Regions from separate parts of the Oryctolagus cuniculus genome. Here region 1 is linked to region 2. Evidence: chromatin contacts called from public Micro-C data. All regions are on one chromosome and are shown on one strand. The core of a region is the stretch at or near the end of the contact, and the rest is flanking DNA. Distances in the headings are between cores, read along the strand shown.

Region 1 (3,546 bases), core at 185-2,684, 50 kb before region 2:
ATGCCAGCTCCAACAGTTACTCATATAAGTATGCGTTATTCATATTTATTCCTCATAGTATACCCAGACTATAGAAATTGTTGGCTCTGTAATATAAAAGAAGAAACTGTGAGACTTAGAGAGGTTAAACCATTTACCCAGAATTTTTACTTCTGGCCATGACAGAGCAGTAGAGAACAGATTTAAATATCGATAACCAGATAATTAGACAAAAATATAATACGACTATTATTAGACATTGAACAATAGGCACTACTAATCCGTGGGCCCTAAGAGAAGGGAAACCAAGTGAGACCTATGGTTGCCCTGGTTTCCACCTGGATGCACATTCTACCCATGGCACAGGGGCAGCCCAGTGGTCTTGCTGAGGTCAAGGGTAGAGCATGGGGAGGAGCTGGAATTTCGCAGAAGAGGTCTGGTGAGGATGGAGCCCCCACAGAGAAAGTGCGTCAGGGTCTCCTTGAGCCTGTGCGGAATGGAATAGTGAAGCGCACGTGAATGGCGGAGCAGTCGTGAATAGTATGAGATTCCTCGTGGAATCTAGAGAAGAGCTCTCACAGAGCTGTGCGCACGACTGACAGTGGATAGCATTGGGAGGGATTCTTGGTTGCGCAGCTTATCGAAGGTTGCACATGTTGTGGAGCCGGGATTTGAATCGAGCAGTGCAGCCTGCACAACTTTCTGCAGAGATGCCACGTGGCAGACTTGCCATAGCCACCCGTGCTCCCTCCCAGACAGCTTTCCAAAGGCTGAGGATTGTTAGCGCTTTCAGGTCTGCAGGGGGAGACTTGCATCCACTGAAAAGACATGTTCAAGTCTTGCCCTCTTACACGTCGGTGCAACCTTATTTGGAAATAAGTTCTTTGCCGATGGAATCGGTAAAGTTAAAATCAGGTCATCCTAGGTTAGGAAGGCCTTAACCTAATAACTCGTGTCCTTACAAACAGGGAAATTCAGAGAAGATGTGCAGGGAAATTATCATGTGACAATGTGCGTCCATGAGCCAAGGAACACTATGCATTACCCTCAAGCCCTCAAGAGCTAGGCGGAGGCAGGGAAGCCTTCTTCCCCAGGGCTTCCGGGGGGAGCTCAGTACCTCGATTTTGGACTTCTAGCTTCCAGTATGTTTTTTTTCCTTTAAAATGTGTGTTTACTTTCATCTACTTCAAGGCAGAGTGGCAGAGAAAAGGAAAGACCCTCCATCTGCTTGTTGGTGCCCAAAATGCCTGCAATAATGGGCTGGGCCAGGCTGAAGCCAGGATCCCTGATATCTATTCAGGACTCCCCGACATGGGTGGCAGGGGCCCAAGCACCTGAACCATCATCTGCTGCCTCCCAGGATACGTTGGCAGGAAGCTGATGGGAAGCAGAGTAGCCACGACTTGAACGTGGCACTCAGATAAGGACTTCCCGAGGGGCGGCTTAACCCAGTGCACCACTGCACTCCCCTTAGTTTGTGCTGTTTAAGCCTCTGTGCTGGTGGGGCTTTGTCACAACCACCCTAGGGGGTGAATGCAATCCCTACAGCTTCCTTTTTCCTGGTCTTCCCCAGCCCAGGGCAAAGTGAGAGTTGACAGCAGGGCATAAAGTTGACAAAATAAAGAAGCTTGAGGATCCCAGGCTACAGGAGAAAGCAGGAAGGGGGGAACTGGTTGGACCGGTTTTTCTCAGAGCACAGTGACTTTAATCCCAACAGGGTCACATTTTAAAGTTAATTGATTCAGGGAGAGAGGCCTGGGCATTGTGTGAAACTCTGTGCTGGGCCCGCTGAGGAAGCCAGATGAGTCAGCTGCCCTTGGCCTTTGAGGAGCTCTTGGGAGCGGGAGTCAGCTCTGTGCAAGGTGTAATGGAGAGGCCAGCGATTAGTCAAGGTGTGAGTAGCAGGTTGTGCCATTCACTATCAAGAGAGTGATTCATCCCGCCTGGGGCAGGACGGACAGCTTCACCAGGGGGAGGAGACTTCTCCCCACACAAGGCCTGACCCTGGAGTGCACCGCCCACGGGAGAAGGCGCTGTTAGGTGTCCATCAGAGTCAGGTGGGGAGAACAGACCTCCCAGGAACTCTGGGCTTTCCCTGGGTGTGTTTGTCCCCATTAACAAAGCAAAGCTGGCCACTCAGTGGAGAGGACAAAGCTGGATCAGAAGCAGAGGAGCCAAGGCTTGAACCAGCACCCTGATGTGGGATGCAGGTGTCCTGGGCTTTTCCCCTGATTCCTGCTAGTGAACCTGGGAGGCAACAGGTGACAGCCTAAGTCTCTGGGTTCCTGCCACCTACATGGGAGACCTGGATGGAGTTCCTGGCTCCTGGTTTCAGTCTGACTCAGCTCCTGGCTGTTGAAGACATTTGGGGAGTGAATCACCAGATGGAAGACTTCTCTCTTTCTCTCTCTCTCCTTGCCTTTCACATAAATTAAATAAATAAATAAAAAGTATTAAACACCAACACTCACTACCCCCTCCCTGGGTTCAGGACAACTTTTTAAGCTGAAGACACTGCAATCACTCAATTCTTGTAAACATAAAACAGCAGGTACCTGTGGTGCAGCCCGAGCCTGCCAGGAGGGAGGGCTGAGCCTAAGACCGTGTTTTCTTTGGGATCTCAGCAGTTCTGGGGTTTAAAGGCCTTTCAGTTGCTGATGCTTCCTCTATTCCCAGTAATGCTATTTTCTGAAATGTTTCCCAGGGCCTAGCTCAGCAAAGAGGGAGAAGGGAAAGCTGCAGTTTTCCTATACGGTCCATTCCACTGTGATTCCACTGGGAATTCTTCCTTTCCGGAGATCTCTGGCTTCCTTCCTCCCAGACACTTCATTCACTCCCGCAGCAAATAGTCATCTGGAATCTCTTAGGTGTCGGGCACTGCGCAGAGCACAGGTGTGCGGTAGTAAGTGCCGTATTCCTGTACCACGTCACCCAGGCTGCCGCCCAGGTTTTTGTTTTTGTTTTTAAGATGTATTTATTGGCTGGCACCGCGGCTCACTAGGCTAATCCTCCGCCTTGTGGCACCGGCACTCCGGGTTCTAGTCCCGGTTGGGGCGCCGGATTCTGTCTCAGTTGCCCCTCTTCCAGGCCAGCTCTCTGCTGTGGCCAGGGAGTGCAGTGGAGGATGGCCCAGGTGCTTGGGCCCTGCACCCCATGGGAGACCAGGAGAAGGAGAAGAAGGAGAAGAAGAAGAAGGTAACACATGGGAGACCCAGATGGAGCTCCTGGCTCCTGGCTTCAGCCTGGCCCAGTTCTGGCTGTTAACACCCATTTGGGGAAGTGAACCAGAGGATGGAAGCTCTCTGTCTCTGTCTCTTCCTCTCTCTGTCATTCTGCCTTTCAAATAGATGAACAGAAACCTTAAAAGCAGGAGAAGGAGATGGCAGCAAGGGAGAAGGGGAAGGGAGGGATTCTTTGGGACTGGTTTTCCCAGCACCTGGGTCTGGTGTGTCGCCGACAAACAAATGGCACACACGTCTTCCCACACCTGAGAACTACCAGTGAGTATCAGTTTTATAGAGAAATGGAACCAGCCTTCCTTCCTGTAATAGGACTATATTAATGTTG
Region 2 (3,677 bases), core at 339-2,838:
CTCTGTGCGAGACCCAGGTGGAACTCCCAGCCTCAGCCTGGCCCATCATGGCCTACTGTGGCCACTTGAGAAGTGGTCCAGTGGATGGAGTATCTCCTCTGTCACTCTGCCTTTCAAATAAACGTCTTAAAAAAAGATTAAGGGGCTGCCGCCTGCAGTGCTGGCATCCCACATGGGCCACATGGGCGTCGGTTGAGTCCCGGCCGCTCCACTGTTGATCCACTTCCCTGCTATGGCCTGGAAAAGCAGGGAGGATGGCTCAAGTCCTTGGGCCCCTGCACCCACATGGGAGACCTGGAAGAAGCTCCTGGCTCCTGCCACTGCAGCCATCTGGGGAGTGAACCAGCGTACGGAAGACTTTTCTCACCCTCTCTGCCTCTGCCTCTCTGATAAATAAATAAATCTTTTTTTAAAAAAAGATTAAAAGATGTTGGAGGGCCCCACCCCCAGAAATTACAAACCATTTTACGGGAGCGGGGGCCAGGAATGTGTATGAAAAGTCTCTAAGGCAACTCTGCTGCCGAATTAAGTTGTGGGGCCATTTTCACAAGGGCGTGTGAGCCAAACAGGAGTGTGTAATACCCTTCTTAAAGGAATTACCACAGGATGGATCCCGACCTCCCTCAGCTCTTTCCCTCAAGGTTTTAAAAAAGTTCAACTCCCCTTCTGCCTGTTTGGTAAACACTTATCTTCTAAAGCACCATTCTGGCTACCTGCTACATTCCTTATCTGAACCCATGCATTAGAATGGAAACGGGACCACCCAGTGACGCTTTGTTGACGATCCTCAGAGCCAAGGACTGTAGGGCACATAGCAGGCCACTGCAAGGTTTTTTTTTTTTTTTTTTTTTTTTTTTTAAGACTTATTTGAGAAGCAGATTTACAAAGAGGGAGACGGTGGGGGGTGGGCTCATTCCCCAAATTGCACCAACGTCTAGGGCTGGGCCAGGCCAAAGCAGAGCCAGAAGCTTCTTCCAGGTCTCCTGAGCACTAGCGCCATGCTCCGCTGCTTTCCCAGGCCATTAGCAGGGGGCTGGATGGGAAGTGGAGCAGCCGACTCCAGTGGGCTCCCAGCAGACGGCTGCTTTACCTGCCGCGCCACAACGCCGGCCCCCAGAAACAGGTCTTTGAGTGAATGAACTAAACAGTCAATGAAAGAATTCGGTTACTGGGGAACAGTAGGTAGACCGGCAGACTAAACACATAATTCCGATGCTGGCAGTCTACTCAGGGCACAGCTTAAGAACAGACTGGGATGAGGACAAAGGCGAGCTTTTGTTTGTTTCCAAGGTTCTTCCTGATTTCATTCCGGCCACTTAATAAACTCGCTACCTGCCGGGAAAGTCCCACCTGGTCGCCGCCTAGCCTAGCCATCAACCACCTGCGTTCCAAGCTCGCAACAGCGAAACCGCGGGGAGCGACAGCCTGCCACGGCTTAGCGTCTGCGGGTCTGCTCGCGACCTAGCCGCAAGCATGCGCAGTGGGCAGAGTCCCCAGCGTGCGCGGGAAGCTGGACCGCGTCCGCTAGCGATTGGTGGCCGCGGCGGACGCCCGCCCACCGAGACGCAGCGCTGGATGCTGATTGGGTGTATCCGCAGAGGTCGCAGGCCGCGCTGTGGGCGAGGGAGGGGAGGCGGGAAACAGCTTGGTGGGTGCAGGCTCGCGCGGTTCCCTAAGCTGGGAGGCGGAGAGCTTCCGAAATGGCGGTGCAGCCGAAGGACACGCTGCAGCTGGAGAGCGCGGCCGAAGTCGGCTTCGTGCGCTTCTTCCAGGGCATGCCGGAGAAGCCCACCACTACCGTGCGCCTTTTCGACAGGGGCGACTTCTACACGGCGCACGGGGAGGACGCGCTGCTGGCCGCCCGGGAGGTGTTCAAGACCCAGGGGGTGGTCAAGTACATGGGGCCGGCAGGTGAGGCTCGGAAGGGGTCCGGGGGCAGCTCCAGCGCCCCCTCAGGGAATGGGCTGCGAGCTGCGTCTCCCGGGCGGAGGCTGGGCCCGGGGGCGGGGACGCGGGTGCCTGGCGGAGGATTCCGCTTCCTCTCTGGCCAGCCTGGCGGGGCAGGGACAGTCCCCTCGGCCCCGCGGTCCCTGGCGCTCCGAACTCCGGCAGCACTCGCAGAGTGTTCGCCGAGCTCCAGGTGTTCATACTCAGTTCTAGTTGGTTCTGCAGCACCAGGAGGCAGGGTCGTGCTTTTATGTCACCCACATCAGTGTGCCCCCAAAACGCTCGGTTGACGCAGACTGGCGTGGAGGGAGGTGTGGCCCGCGGGCGCTGAACTCGGGTCTGGTTACTAGCCGTGTGCCCTGGGGCCGGGCTGGGAAGCAGCAGCAGGTGCTGTTTGCCCCCGGGCGGCTCTCTTCCTGGAATGCTGCTGAATGATCCGAGGATCCTGGGTGGGCTGGGTGTTCCTGAGAGTTAGTGTTGATCTGTGACACCGCGAAGAGCCTTCTCGGGGAAGTGAGGAGTTGGGGGGAAGAGGGGTTCCAGGCCCGACGTGTAGGTGGAACGCTACCGACAGAGGTGTTTCTGGTTCGCAGCTTAGTGTCACGCAGGGTCATGGGCACACGAAAAAAAGGCGTCGCCTCCACTTTCTTTAAAGAGCTCACCTTAGTGGACGGCAAGGCAGAAAGAGTTAAAGGTGAAGATTCTGTGGAGGTGAGCGCCATACGCAGTTGACCAAGAGGCCTAGAGGCAGGATCGCCAGATTTCATTTGAGCCCCGGAGGAGTAGGAGTTGGGGGCCCGTGGAGAGAGCCCTGAACGAGGTGGATTGGTATTGCTGGTGTGCAAAATGATGAGTGAGGATGCAAACCCAGATAGGTGGAGTTAGGTGGCAAAAAGCTTTTTATTTTGTGCTGAGATGTTGGATTTTTGCGCTGCAGACAGTGAGCGGGCTGAAGACTTCTCAGTAAACAACATTTGGGCTGCAGGGTGGCAGAGGGTTTAGAAGGGGGCAGGAGTGGAGGTGTAGGATCATTTGAGACTAGCTTCACAGTTGATGATGATCTTAGTTGCTTTCCAAAATATTTAAAATTTTAGCTTACTTTCATCTACTTGAAAGGCAGAGCTACGGACTGATTCTGGATGGGGGCGTGGCGGGATTGTCCATCTGCTGATTCACTCCCCAAGGCTGCAACAACCAGGGCTGGGCCACGCTGAAGCCGGGAGCCAAGAACTCCTTCCAGGCCTCCCATGTGGGTGGCAGGGGCCCAAATACTTGGGCCATCATCTGCTGTCTCCCAGGACGCATTGGCAGGAAGCTGGTCAGGACTCTGATATGAGATGTGGGTGTGGCAAGCATCGACCAGCTGTATCAGAGCCTTCACCCCTGCTTTCCAATTTTGCAGAGATTATATGAAACCTGTTAAAGGATAGTTCACATAGCTGTCTTGTCTTTGTATTCAGTTTAGAATAGTTTTAGCATTTAAAGCAAGGTGAAAAGCTCCAAACATACTTCTATGGTTTGGATCACTGATTTTTTTTCTAAGCACCATTGAATTTAATATTTTTTTGTCTAATTTGGGGTACAGAAGGAATAGTAGATATCGAGTACAACATCTGTTTATTGGGAAGGGAATTTAGTATGAACATTCAGGAATTTTTTTATACTGGAGCATAGATTTTTTTTAAAAAATATGGTTTTGTGACATGAAGATGAAAATGTAAGAGTTTACT

The links. A called contact is a pair of places that touch in the nucleus more often than the background predicts.
Region 1: a Micro-C map of ear pinna shows a contact between it and region 2, with 5 times the contacts expected there. The contact joins the enhancer-like site here to the promoter of MSH2 in region 2. A contact is called at or near these places in 4 of 6 Hi-C or Micro-C datasets (ear pinna, psoas muscle, skin fibroblasts and 1 more).

What each region holds. Positions count from the first base shown.
Region 1 is chr2:155,504,264-155,507,809 of mOryCun1.1, reverse strand. All of the region lies in intron 1 of LOC138848818 (a long non-coding RNA gene), which reads right to left. Among named protein-coding and RNA genes, the nearest start is that of EPCAM, 24 kb to the right of the region's middle. Within about 2 kb of position 1,434, at least 1 of the 8 cell types and tissues checked has an H3K27ac peak or open chromatin away from gene starts, as enhancers often do. A contact at or near this core is called in ear pinna, where this site is marked.
Region 2 is chr2:155,454,170-155,457,846 of mOryCun1.1, reverse strand. It overlaps MSH2 (mutS homolog 2), which reads left to right and starts at 1,588. Exons shown (of 16, transcript XM_051839023.2): 1 at 1,588-1,911. The coding sequence starts at 1,701.